Regions from separate parts of the Mus musculus genome. Here regions 1 and 2 are each linked to region 3. Evidence: chromatin contacts called from public HiChIP or PLAC-seq data. All regions are on one chromosome and are shown on one strand. Each heading gives the region's core, a stretch centred on a gene start, on an enhancer-like site or on the middle of the called end of the contact. The rest is flanking DNA. Distances are from core to core; before and after follow the strand shown. Region 1 holds the start of Pgap3 (post-GPI attachment to proteins 3). Region 2 overlaps Pip4k2b (phosphatidylinositol-5-phosphate 4-kinase, type II, beta). Region 3 holds the start of Plxdc1 (plexin domain containing 1).

The links. HiChIP or PLAC-seq counts read pairs in DNA pulled down with a chosen protein or histone mark.
Region 1: a contact with region 3 is called in an SMC1A HiChIP or PLAC-seq map of large pre-B cells, with 6 times the contacts expected there. The contact joins the promoter of Pgap3 here to the promoter of Plxdc1 in region 3. A contact is called at or near these places in 1 of 15 datasets of contacts at CTCF or cohesin (large pre-B cells) and 1 of 115 datasets of contacts at active chromatin or transcription factors (microglia).
Region 2: an H3K27ac HiChIP or PLAC-seq map of the HPC-7 cell line shows a contact between it and region 3, with 7 times the contacts expected there. The contact joins the enhancer-like site here to the promoter of Plxdc1 in region 3. A contact is called at or near these places in 2 of 39 promoter capture datasets (embryonic stem cells and stem cell-derived epiblast-like cells), 1 of 15 datasets of contacts at CTCF or cohesin (embryonic stem cells), 5 of 484 Hi-C or Micro-C datasets (adipose-derived mesenchymal stem cells, embryonic stem cells, myeloid progenitors and 1 more), 16 of 115 datasets of contacts at active chromatin or transcription factors (the HPC-7 cell line, bone marrow-derived dendritic cells, craniofacial prominence and 8 more) and 2 of 9 other capture datasets (embryonic stem cells and pancreatic islet).

The regions. Positions count from the first base shown.
Region 1 is chr11:98,397,837-98,401,786 of GRCm38.p6, reverse strand. It overlaps Pgap3 (post-GPI attachment to proteins 3), which reads left to right and starts at 1,297. Exons shown (of 8, transcript NM_001033537.2): 1 at 1,297-1,572; 2 at 2,805-2,902; 3 at 3,739-3,891. The coding sequence starts at 1,392.
Region 2 is chr11:97,726,683-97,730,678 of GRCm38.p6, reverse strand. It overlaps Pip4k2b (phosphatidylinositol-5-phosphate 4-kinase, type II, beta), which reads left to right. Exons shown (of 10, transcript NM_054051.1): 3 at 1,029-1,125; 4 at 3,822-3,974. Among named protein-coding and RNA genes, the nearest start is that of Pip4k2b, 16 kb to the left of the region's middle. Within about 2 kb of position 2,223, at least 128 of the 459 cell types and tissues checked have an H3K27ac peak or open chromatin away from gene starts, as enhancers often do. A contact at or near this core is called in the HPC-7 cell line, myeloid progenitors, pancreatic cancer cells and 2 more, where this site is marked.
Region 3 is chr11:97,983,823-97,987,987 of GRCm38.p6, reverse strand. It overlaps Plxdc1 (plexin domain containing 1), which reads left to right and starts at 1,542. Exons shown (of 14, transcript NM_028199.3): 1 at 1,542-1,750. The coding sequence starts at 1,672.

The DNA.
Region 1 (3,950 bases), core at 48-2,547, 410 kb before region 3:
TATTGAGTTCTGGGAATCGAGTTCAGTGAAGAGCCTTCACTCACAGGTGGCTAGCCCACCCAGACAGTTTTAAGTTGTTCATTTACTTAAAGAAGGAAAGAAAGAGAGAGAGAGAGAGAGAGAGAGAGAGAGAGAGAGAGGGAGGGAGGGAGGGAGGGAGGAAGGAAGGAAGGAAGGAAGGAAGGAAGGAAGGAAGGAAGGAAGGAAGAAGGATCTCAAAGTGTCTCCCATGGAAAGCAAAGTTCTACTTTAGTGCCAGAGGTGAGCAGGACAAGAAAGGACTCCATCCCATCGGGGAAAGACAAGCCACTACATAGTATCCATCCAGTGCTAACAATCATCCTTAAAACACAGCCTTTAATTGGTAACAGGAAAACAAGCAGGAGCAAGAGGGCCAAAGCACACAAGGACAAGAGACTCTGGAGACATGGACCTTTAAAGTGCATCTGGAGCAACAGAGTGAAGACCAGCAGGCCAGGCCAGGCTGAGTTGAGGAGTTAGTAAGGAATTGTAAGAAAGAGATTGGTCAACCTTGAATTTTAGAAAGTGGAGCCGTGGTTAGTTTTGGGTTTTGTTGTTGTTCGTTTTTGTGTTTGTGTCTGCTTGACACTGGCTAGGGTCATCTGGGAAAAGGGTACCTCAATTAAGAAAATAAATGCTTCCTTCAGACTGGCCTGTCAGCAAGTCTACAGAGGACACTCTCTTGATTAATAATTGACATGGGAGGGTCCATACCACTGTGGGAGGTGCCAACCCTGGGCAAGTGGTCCTGGGTGTTGTTAAGTGACTAAGCCAGTAGGCAGCACTCCTTCGAGGCCTCTGTTTCCGCTCTTACCTCCAGGTTCCTGCCCTGGCTTCCCTCCATGATGGCTTGTGATGGGGTGACATAAAGCAAACCCCAAGTTGGTCTTTATCACAGTAACACAAAGCTAAATAGGAGAGAAATGCCTACTGGAGGGGACCAAAGTAGAGACAAAGACACCTGTTAAGAAGTTCTTCAGCTCTTTTAATGGCAGCGTCTTTAATCAAGATGCTGACATAAGAAATGGGGATAAGTGGGGTACCCAGAACATTTGGAAACTGGAATCTAAGAGAGTGGGTGACAGAAAGGCGTCTGCTTGAAACAAAGACCGTGTAAAATAGAAGGGAGAAAGTACACTTAATTTGCTCCTGGGCGCAAATCGCCCCTTCTCCTTAGGTGCTGTATATGAAAAGAGGAGACAGCAGTATAGAGGTGGGGTACCCGCCCACTGAAATCCGGGAACTTTTATTTAAAGTGGGCGGGCGTCAGCGGAGGATGCAACGATGAACACAGGTACTTCCGGTTGTTACGGAAGTGGGACTTCGTCTTCTCCCAAGCTCCTCCCTCAGCGGCCGGGCACAGTGACAGAATGGCCAAGCGGACGGCGCCGCTGCTGCTGCTAACCTTGGCAGTGGGACTCGCGGGGGGTTCCCAGGGCGACCGCGAGCCCGTGTACCGCGACTGCGTGCTCCGATGCGAGGAACGGAACTGTTCGGGAGACGCACTGAAGCACTTCCGCTCCCGCCAGCCAATCTACATGAGCCTAGCTGGTAAGCCCCGCCCACCCGTGAAAGCCCCGCCTGTTCGTCTTGGCTCCGCCTACTGTGCCCTGCTGTTCTGCAACTTAGAACCTCAGTTTCCCTCAGCGTTCTCTCAAGAGTGTTAATGTCAGGAGCCTCCTGAGTGTGTGTGGAGGGGTGGGAAGGTGGGGGGGGGGCTATTGCATCAGCCTACCCCACCTTTCCAGAGGTTTCATGTTATTTATTCAAACCACTACTTTTTAAATACAAAGAAGACCTGAAGTAACCCAGGAAGCAGACCAGGAGCCTGCCCTTCTGGGCTTATAATCCCCAGGCAGGTGAACATTAGCCTTCTCCAAGACAGAATAGTTTGAGACCTAATGGGCCCATAGGTTAAGCACTATACGCATTTGGAAGTGAAAGGGACGGAGTCAGCTTCAGTGGGTGGAGGCAGGGTGTTCAACCACAGAACAATTTAAACAGGATGGAATTGATGTCAACCAACATATTGAGCACCCACGTTGGACGGGTGTCACAGCAGGTCAGCTGGCTTTCACCACAACCCCGTCAGATACTTTCCCTAATCCGCTTTAAAGATGAGAACACTCAGAGAGACTAAGTACCTTGCCCAAGGTCACACCGTCTGTAAAGTGGCAGAGCAGAATTCCCAGATCTGACCTGTTTGACCAACAGCTCCTCCACATTATTATCCGGTTTCCATTCCAGACAGAGGCAACAGAGAGCTTGGAGGTCCTAGGAGGATTTGGGTACATGAAGCATCTTGGTTTACCCAGAGATCAGGGAGCAGGAAGATTAGGGGCAATAAGGAAACAAAGGTACCGGGGAACCTGAGGAGTCTGATGAAAGGTCTGAGCTCGATTTTCACAGGACATAGGAGGGCACCAAAGATCCCTCCCTGGGTTCAGGATGGACAAGTATGAACCTAGGTCTCCAAGAGGGGCCTGCCAGATCCTAAGAGCTTAGATCAAGGGAGAAGAAACTATTCTCTTTGCTCCCACTGATATAATATATTCTCCCCCCCCCCCCGCTGTGTGTGTGTGTGTGTGTGTGTGTGTGTGTGTGTGTGTGCGTGCGTGCTCGAGCGCACACCCACCCTCTCTTCTCTGTCCAACTGGGAAGTAAGATTCTGAGATTTCCGCTGATTCTGTCCAGCCTTCAGGTCCTCTTGGTCTCCATTCGTGCCTGGAGGCTTATGCCTCCCTAAGTCCTCACACAGCTGTAGTCCTGTTTGTCTGTTTCAGGCTGGACCTGTCGGGACGACTGCAAGTATGAGTGTATGTGGTTCACTGTTGGCCTCTACCTTCAGGAGGGCCACAGAGTGCCTCAGTTCCATGGCAAGGTGAGTCGGGGGCTCAGGGATGGTACATGGTGGCCCTTCAGCCCCGAGCTGGTCCATGCCATCCCAGCAGCCTGAGATGCAGTGTCACAGGGTGCGGAGAGATAGGACAGGTACTTGCGCTCAGCATCTCTTCCTTTTCCAAGGGTGCCAGTGTGTCCTGCTTCTGAATTTGGAGGAATAAGGTCTGTGTCCCAAGCCAATTGTGATGGCACACACCTTTAATACCTGCCTCTGGGAGGTAGAGGCCGGTGGCTCTCTGTGAATTTAAGGCCCACCTAATCTGTGCAGCCAAGGCTTCATAGTGAACCCCTCTCTCCAAAAAACAAAACCACAAGCAGAAAGACCCCCTTGCAGTACCCACAGACCCTGACTGAGATGTTCCTGTCCCTGCTTCTCCAGTCAGAGTCTAGATCATCAGAAATACCCTTCAGACCCCCACCACCACCTCGGCTCTGTGCCCACTGTTACCTCATTTTGGCCTGTGGGGTTGCCAGGAACTGGTCACCCTACTTTACCACAAAGCAGCCAGGCGCCCCGAGGACGATGGCAATCAGTTGAAGGGGGATGGGGCCTACATCTGGATGGCAGGTCTGTATGGTTTCACCCCATGTGTCTGCTGTCCCCAGTGTCAGGCTCCCATGGCAGTGGCTGCCTGCCAGCCAGGGAAAGACTCTCATCTTAACCAGGGACTTCTGGAGAGATACCCATTAACTTGAGGGAACTTGAAATCCTGAGCTGAGGAACCAGCTGGAGTGCTGTCAGTGCAGCCGTCATGGAAAGGTGGACCAGGCTGGGTAGGGGCTGCCACTCCTCACCTCCCTGTGCTCCTTTTTCAGTGGCCCTTCTCCCGGTTCCTGTTCATCCAAGAGCCAGCTTCTGCCGTGGCCTCACTCCTCAATGGCCTGGCCAGCCTGGTGATGCTCTGCCGCTATCGCGCCTCTGTGCCAGCCTCCTCCCCCATGTACCATACCTGCATGGCCTTCGCTTGGGTAGGTAGCCTGCCAGGACACTCTGCACCCTGCTATGAGAAGGGGAGCCCTTCCATCCC
Region 2 (3,996 bases), core at 974-3,473, 260 kb after region 3:
TACTTAGTAGGAAGTTCAGGTTGGCCTTGAACTCTCAGCACTCCTACCTTAGCCCCCTGAGTGCTGCCGGCATTACATGTGAACACTTGCGTCAAGGCACCTTTATCTTTGGACATCCAGGCAGGGCTCCTTGGACATAACTCTCCTCAGGATATTTGCATGGCAGTATCCCAGAGAAGAATGGCCTTTCTGTGAGAAAGATCTTTCTAGACACTATAGATCCAGCAGATGCTGGGTCTCACCTCCCGGGAGATACACTTTTCTTTGTAAGTTCTAAGGACAGCAAACAAACAAACAAACAAACAAAGACATATGAATTACAAGTGTACACTTAGACGATTCTTACAGAGATGAGGGTAAAGTTCTACCTGCCTAGAATCACCTACAGTGTTTGTTGAAAATGCAGATTTTGCCAGATGTAGTGGTACATTCTCTTTCTCTTCTTTTCTCTTTTCTTTCCTTTCTTTCCTTCTTTCTTTCTTCCTTTCTTTCTTCCTTCCTTTCTTTCTTTCTCTCTCTCTCTCTTTCTTTCTTTCTTTCTTTCTTTCTTTCTTTCTTTCTTTCTTTCTTTCTTTCTTTCTTTCTTTCTTTAAGATTTATTTATTTCATGTATGTGGGTACACTGTCACTGTCTTCAGACAACCCAGAAGATGGGATTGGATCCCATTACAGATGGTTGTGAGCCACCATGTAGTTGCTGGGAATTGAACTCAGAACCTCTGGAAGAGCAGTCAGTGCTCTTAACAGCTGAGCCATCTTTCCAGCCTGGTACATTCTTTTAACGCCAGCATTCTGGAGGCAGAGGTGGGCGGAGGGTGAGTTCAAGGCCAGCCTGGTCTACAGAGTGAGACCTCAAAACAAAAACAAAAACAAAAAACAAGCAAACAGAAAGAAAGGAAGGAAGGAAGAAAATAAAATGCAGATTTTGAGACTCACTTCCAGAATTTCTCCAGGCCACGCTTTGAAGGCTCTGGTGTTGCTCAGGCTGAGTTAGGGTGGTTCACAAAGCCTGTGTCTGCTTCCTCCAGGGAAAACCTCCCCAGCCGCTTCAAGTTCAAGGAGTACTGCCCCATGGTGTTCCGAAACCTCAGGGAGAGGTTCGGCATCGATGACCAGGACTACCAGGTAGGTACGGAGCTGTCTTGGCACAGCAGGGGGATTCAGAGATGTGGGGGTCAGGAAGCCACAAGATGGGCAGGGGTCAGAGTGTCAGCTGTCCCTGGGCTACTGCATCTCCCTGTCCAAGCTCACGCCTAGTGCCAGCAGACCAGGACTGGTAAGCCTGTAGGAGCCTTAGAGGATGCTCCTGCTTTGGGGGGGTGGGAGGGGGGAGCAGCGGGAGATTGCTGTGTGGGAGCAGCTTTTTGTCAGTCTGACACGCCCAGTCTAGGCTGAAGAACCCTTCCTTGGTAGTTTGACTGAGATAGAGCGTGCATGCAAGGAGGCCTGTTAAAAGCAGGTAAGACAGATTAGCAAAGAAAGGCATCAGGGGTAGCAACCTACATCATCCTACTGCCAAGTTAGAGCACCACTCCTGAGCGTGCCCCCTGTCTTCCCGGTGGTGGGCCGGGGACGGGCGACTGCTGCCTTCAGAGCATGATCCTGTCCTAGAAGCCACTGGCCTATGGGGAATGTCAGTCAGGGCAGCAGAGTCTGACTCAGCAGCCATGGCTCTGCACCGGCTCTACCTTGCGCTTAGAGCCCCTTCTTTTCCTGGCACACAGCCTGCTAGTGAAGGTGGAGATTTCCTTTGCCCTTAAGCAGTGACTTTTTCAGTCACCTGTGCTGATACCACAGCGGGATCAAAAACAAGTGCCTAAACCCCAGAAAGCTCTGTTGTGAACCTGCTAGAATTCACAGGGTCTGGAGATGAGAGCCTTCCCTTCCCCTCCCCCCACTCAGGAGGCCACACAGGCAGCTATTAGTGTCCTGAGGAAGGAGGGGAGAGCACACGCCAGGCTTGCGACGGACCTAAGCCGGAGGAAAGGTCCATGGCTGAGAAGTCCTGAGGTCGCCTCCAGCTCCTCTGCTGAGAGCAAACCCTGAACCCAGTCATAACCTGAATGGAGTCTGCTTTTCTGAAAATGTCTTGCCATTTCTGCCACCCCAAGTGGCTTGGCTCTGTTCCTTCCCCTGTGGTTTGTCCCCTGTCCCTGGGCTGTCTCACCACATCCTCTCCGTGTCTGCATCCTGCCTCTAATAGCCTTTTGGGCACATGACGTGCTCAAGGCTGAAATGAGGGCAACAAGGCTGCTGTTCAGGGAGGGGACGCTTAGCTCATGTGTTCAAAGTGCTCGGGAGTCCCAGATGCTGCACACAAGGCAGGCGGCAGGGCTGTGTATCAATCCTCACCTGGCTTACTGTTACAGGGCCAGGCAGGGAGAGAGGACACCTGGTTGACACAGCCTACTCACCTTTTTTGGGCTGGGGACTTATAGGACAGGCTTCTTTAATTTAGCACCCTTACTACTGAATGCCAGCACTCCCGACCTCTTGGTATTGCTGCCCCTGGGAAGAGAGTGCTGGTTCCCCATGGGGTTGTTGTTGTTATTGTTGTTGTTGTTGCTGTTGCTCATTTGTCTTTTGAGTTTATCATGGAGCTCTGACTAACCAGGCACCTGCTATGTAGACCAGGCTAACCTTGAATTCACAGAGATCCACATGTCTCTATCTCCTGAGTACTGAGATTCAAGATGTGTGTCATCAAACCTGGCCTTTATATTTAAGTCATTTTATTTTTAATTACGGGTGTGTCTGTGTGTGGTATGTGTGAGCCAGTGCCATGGCACTCAGAGCTATCGGATTCCCCTGGAGTAGGAGTTACTGTTATGTGCTGGGAATAGATGTTTCAAACCACTAAGCCATCTCTCCGGCCCCTCCAGAAGGTTTTGTGAGGTTGTATTAAGTGACCAAGAAGGACTTCATGAGATTGGGGAAGGTTGGGCAAAGAACCTCCCTGGGAACAGGTCCCAGCGGGTGTGATTTTAGTAACCTGGGCAGCAGGATCACCCCTGCATCTTACCTCCTGAAGTCCACATGCCCTTGTCTATATACATGTCTCACCCTCTCTGGGCTTCTCTGAGCATAGCGGGGGACAGAGGACGAGAGACGGAAGCACAGGCCCCTCTCATTGCCTTCCGACATGCACAGATGAGGCAGGCCCACCCAAGGGAGGCACTGGCAAGAGAGATGACATCATCCTTTCAAGTGATGGGATCAATACCTAGGAAAGAGGCATCCATGCCCGTGGCTCCCTGAGCTGGGCCTTTTGAATCTTTCCTAAGTTCTGTTACCCAAGAGACTCAGTGGTCCCCTTGGTCTGTCTCCCTGTGTCCCGAGTGTCGAAACTTTAAGCAGCTCGCTTGAGGCCATATTGCTTGTGAGGGTCAAGATGAGAACTCGGTCACCTCACACTGAGGCGGTTCTAGTTTCGAGAGCAGCTCTGGGGGTGAGAACAGACGTGTCACACATCAAACACAGAGCCTCGTCTGAGGTCAAAGGTCGGAGCAGCTCTGGTTATCTGGAGAAGCACTGCAGCCAGGGATATGAACACCCTAAGAAAAAAGGGGCTAGGAGACGTCCACCCTGGGCACCTCTGCCTCGGTGTTTGTCTGTCTGTAGAAGTTCTGAGTTGAAGCCAGGATCTTAGGGATGGAGAGGTAGCTCAGCAGGGGGGTGCTTCTCCAGCATGCACAAAGCCCTGAGTTCACCTCTTAGCACTGTGGGAAAGAGAAGGGAAACAAACAAACAAACAAACAAACAAACAAACAAACAAACTGTGTTTCTCATCAAAATCAATTGCTTCTGTTTGGACCCCTCAGAATTCAGTGACACGCAGTGCACCTATCAACAGTGACAGCCAGGGCAGGTGTGGCACTCGCTTCCTCACCACCTATGACCGGCGTTTCGTCATCAAGACTGTGTCAAGTGAGGATGTGGCCGAGATGCACAACATCCTAAAGAAATACCACCAGGTATGGGGAGGCCCACGCCCGG
Region 3 (4,165 bases), core at 293-2,792:
CCCGTGCATGCTCAAGTTCTAGAGGCTTACGGTTAGAAACTTGTCCACGCCATTTGCTTCTAATATTTCCAAGTTGTTGCTTTTGCCTGAGCCCCAATACAAGACTTTATGGAGAACGGGCACCGAGACTGACCGCGCACGACGACACCAGAATTGAGGCTGGAGGTCCATCTTGGAACACTATAGAGGCCCTTCGCGGCGCCTGCGCGGGCAGTCTCTTAACTCTTCAAGAGATCAGCTAAACGGCAGCCCCGTGGCTCATCACGGGTCCACTGGGTGGCGGTAGGAGGCCACATCTGGAAGGGACGGTTTCTTCGATACCCCAGAGGCTGTCCTGGGAGAATTCAGGCAAGGAATTAGAAAGTCAATGGCTGGCTAGGTTTGGTGGGCTCACCTCTGTAATCCCTTCAATAAACTGAAGAGTGATCGTGAGTTCGAAACCAACCTGGTCGACGGCGTTAGTCCTTACCTGGAAAACTAACAAAAGTCCCTTTGGTTGCGGGGCTTGCCTTGGCTCATAGTATTACATAATATTATATTGAGGTCTTGGGGAGACCACCTCTAGGTTTTTGGACCCAGAGGAGAGTGACACTGGGATTCATTTCCTTTCTTGGTCCTTCTTTTGACCTCAGTGCCAGGCCACTCACCTACTTAAGCCCACACTCTACTTCTGTCCCCAGCTGCAGCCTTCTTCTGGGGATAAGTCCCAGGAAGCAGTCTCTGCACCCTTTCTTTCCGCACTCTCCAGGTCCCCTACACAGAGGAAGCCAGGGGCCCCTCAGTCCTCTCCACTCTCTAGGCCCCAGTTCTTCTCCTTCCCATGAAGTAGGTCACAGGCACCTTCGTGCCTTGACCTGATTCCATGCCGTCTATTAAATCTCCTAAATTGCGGGTATTTTTATTCCATACTTGAAGGGGGTGGGGTGGGGGGGAAGTGCCCTATTCCCAGAGTCCGGTAAAGTGTGGTGGCAGTGGGCGCCACTTCTGGCTCTGGGTCTATCTTGGACTGATCTGGCCTTTCTGTGGAAGGGGCACCGAGCTGTTTCAAAGTGGGAATGTGCCAGTCTCGAGCACCTACATGTCTGCTGGACGGGAGGGGGGTGTGGGTGTGGGATGGAATGGGGTGGGGTCGGTGCTGGAGATGGGCTGTGAAGCAGTCAACTGGGGAGACGCAATTCGTGCCTCTTCTGGGGTAGAAGCTGGGGGGCGGGGGGGGGGGGCGCGGTTCGACTGCGGGAGATTCCTGGTGCGTGTCTGTGTGTGCACTTATGTAGAACACCAGGAAGCCACAGAAGTACAAGGACTAGCTCAGAAAGTCGCATGCTCTTGGGATGGGTGGTGGGAGCCAACGGCCCAAGTAGGGGCGCTTCCTGGGGCCCTTCACCTCGGCCTTTTACTTAGGTTTCTGGGGCAGCGGGGTTCTCTCGGTAACCAGAGATGTCCCGGCGCGGTCCCGGGTCCCGTGGGGTGCGGCGCGGAGCTCCGGGAGGCGGGGACCCCAGCGTTGCGCCCCGCCCTCTGGGTTCTCCCGCCCGCGCTCCCCAAGGCCGCAGCGCCGTGCTTCGCTCGCCCTGCCCGCTCCGCTCCCGCTCCCCGCTCGCCCAGCCCGGGGCTGCTCCCTCTGCAGCCGCCGCCGCCGCCGCGCAGACCCGGAGGTCGTCCGCGCCCACCATGCGAGCTCAGCTCTGGTTGCTGCAGTTGCTGCTACTCCGCGGGGCCGCGCGCGCGCTCAGTCCCGCAACACCCGCAGGTAGGACGCGCGGCCAGGGCAGGTGCAGACCCGCCAGCGGGACCTGGGTCCTGTCCTCAGGACGCCAGGGATAGGGGACAAGGACCCTACTTTCTCTGTGTGCGCACAGAGGGTGCGCACCTCCTACTGCTGTCGGAAGGACGTGGAGGGACCCAGGCCGGGGTCTCCAGAATAGTCACAGGGACCGGCGATCATTTCAGAGAGGCGTTTGCTTTTCTTTTCCATGCTCTTCCCTGCTGCCTCTCTCAGCTGCTCTAGGTGGGGTCCCAGTTGGGCTTGTGACTGCGTGGGAGTCGCCGGAGGATGGGAGACATCCTGGCACCAGCCTGGCCGTCTAACTTGCTTCCCCTACCTATTGCGTACTGGTGGAGAGGCAGGGACCCCAGGAAAAAGCAGCCAGCTGCTCCCCGATCTCCCAGGGTCAAGGGTTCCCTTCTCCCCCCTGCTAGGTTCTGCTCGGTTCTCAGTTGCACAGGCTGAGCATGGAGGTAAGGGGGTGAGGGTGGAGGAGGAGCTTCCATTCTGCACACTCCTCTTTCCTCTAGACCAGTTTCTCAAGCCATTTCTTCCTCTTGAGGTCCTTTCAGGGATCTACTTTGAATCCCTCACGTTATCAAGAAAGGCCGTTTTTAAAAATATATATGGTTTAGTTTCTGCACCCAGGCTTTCTCGGGGAGGTGGGGGCTGGGAATAAGGGTGATTTCACAAGCTCCTTAAAAGGGAAGTGAGTGTCCCACTTGCTGTTGTGTCAGCATAGTGCCTAACTGTGTTCTTGACTTTGATGGTCACGGTAGGTAGGTAGTCCAAATGAATCTGGGTTGGGATGAGATGGTATGAGTGGAGGATGCTGGTGGTGACTGCGGGGGTAGAGGACAGAGAAGTCACATGTCCAGAGACTAGTGTGGACCCATCGGTGTCCATGGTGGCTCCCACAGAAGGTAGCTGAGCACTTAGCTTTTAGTTCTGTTGTCTCACTTGCTGTGTGACCTTGGGCGAGTTACTTACCCAAGTTACTTTCTCTGGGCTCAGTTTTTGATGTATAAAAAGAGGTTCTTGACTAAATCTTTGGCTCTTGAAGGTGGAGTTATGAAAGATTATTTTTCCCCCTTAAGATATTCTTTACTTCTCGGACAGGTACAGGCAACTGATAATTTATCTTAAAATGGTAACTAGAAAGGGACTGAGTGGGTTAAGTCCCGAGTCCTTTTCAGCCTTAGGCTGGTGTGTTTCCTGAACTCAGATATGGCTGGGTTGATGAGGGATTTGGGCCGAGGAGAGGGTTGAGGAAGGGAGCTGGCTACATCAGGGGACCCAGAGACAAGTGTCACTTTTGTAAGTACAGACTACTTAGCCGTCTCTGCTTTTAGATTCATCTGGAAGACATCGGGCATCTGCAGCAAGTGAGATTGAGGTTAGACCCTAGGAAGCTGTAAAAAGCCGTCAGGGCAATTGTTGACTCATCCCAGGTTGGGCTGGGTTTGGTAGTAAGGTTTTGTAGAGGCCATCTGAGGATGTGGGGGAATGGGGAAGGCTGGGAGGGGTCCTTCATGGAGACTGGCTGCTTGCTCTGTATGATAGAGCCCCTGAGGTCAATGAGGGGGTGGGAGTGGGGGACCCAAGGAGGCCTAGCTCCACCTGGGGCAATGGTGTCCCCATCAGGGCTGGTGTTCCTCCATCCCTACAGTCTTGTTCCCATCATCATCCTTACAAGGGACACAGGAGGCATCGATGACCTGAAGAAGGAAGGAGTCTACTGAGGAGAGCCCAGAAGCAGCCTGTAGTCAGGCAGAGAGGAAGATGGCCTCCAGGCCCAGGAAGGGGTCACTGATGGTCTGGTCCCAGAGAAACCAAAGACATCCAGGATACACACAGAAGGGAGAATCTTTCAGGCAGCCATTTTGGAAACTCACAAGCAATCCCTGCAGTCACCTATGTTCTGAGCCAAGGTTGCTTGTCTCTAGAGTCAGGGCCAAACAGATGTTTTGTAACCCAACCAACCTTAATCTGCTTTCAGTTTCCTCCTTGCCCACCAGGGGCCTCCCAATAAACTAATATACTGTTGACTAAAATTCAGATTCCTCACAATGGTTTCTGGGATTGCTGCTCTTCCTGTCAGCTGCAGGCTTCCCTCCTCAGAGAGATCTACCCTGCTGGGAGGGCCTGGGCAACCACCATACTGTCCTGGTTCACTGGGCTGTGTCTACGGGAAGACATGCAGAGTGTTTGTGCTCAGGACCATGCCCTCCTGTCACTGAGAACTCCTCCACACCCCCACCCCCATCCCCCACACCCCCACCTTGTGTGGAAATCTGCTTAATAAATGTGTGTGGGAAAGCTGGGCACGGTGGGCCACACTGAGAGCAAGGCCACTTGGAGGAAAAAGGATCTCATGTTCAAGGTCATCTTCGGCTACAT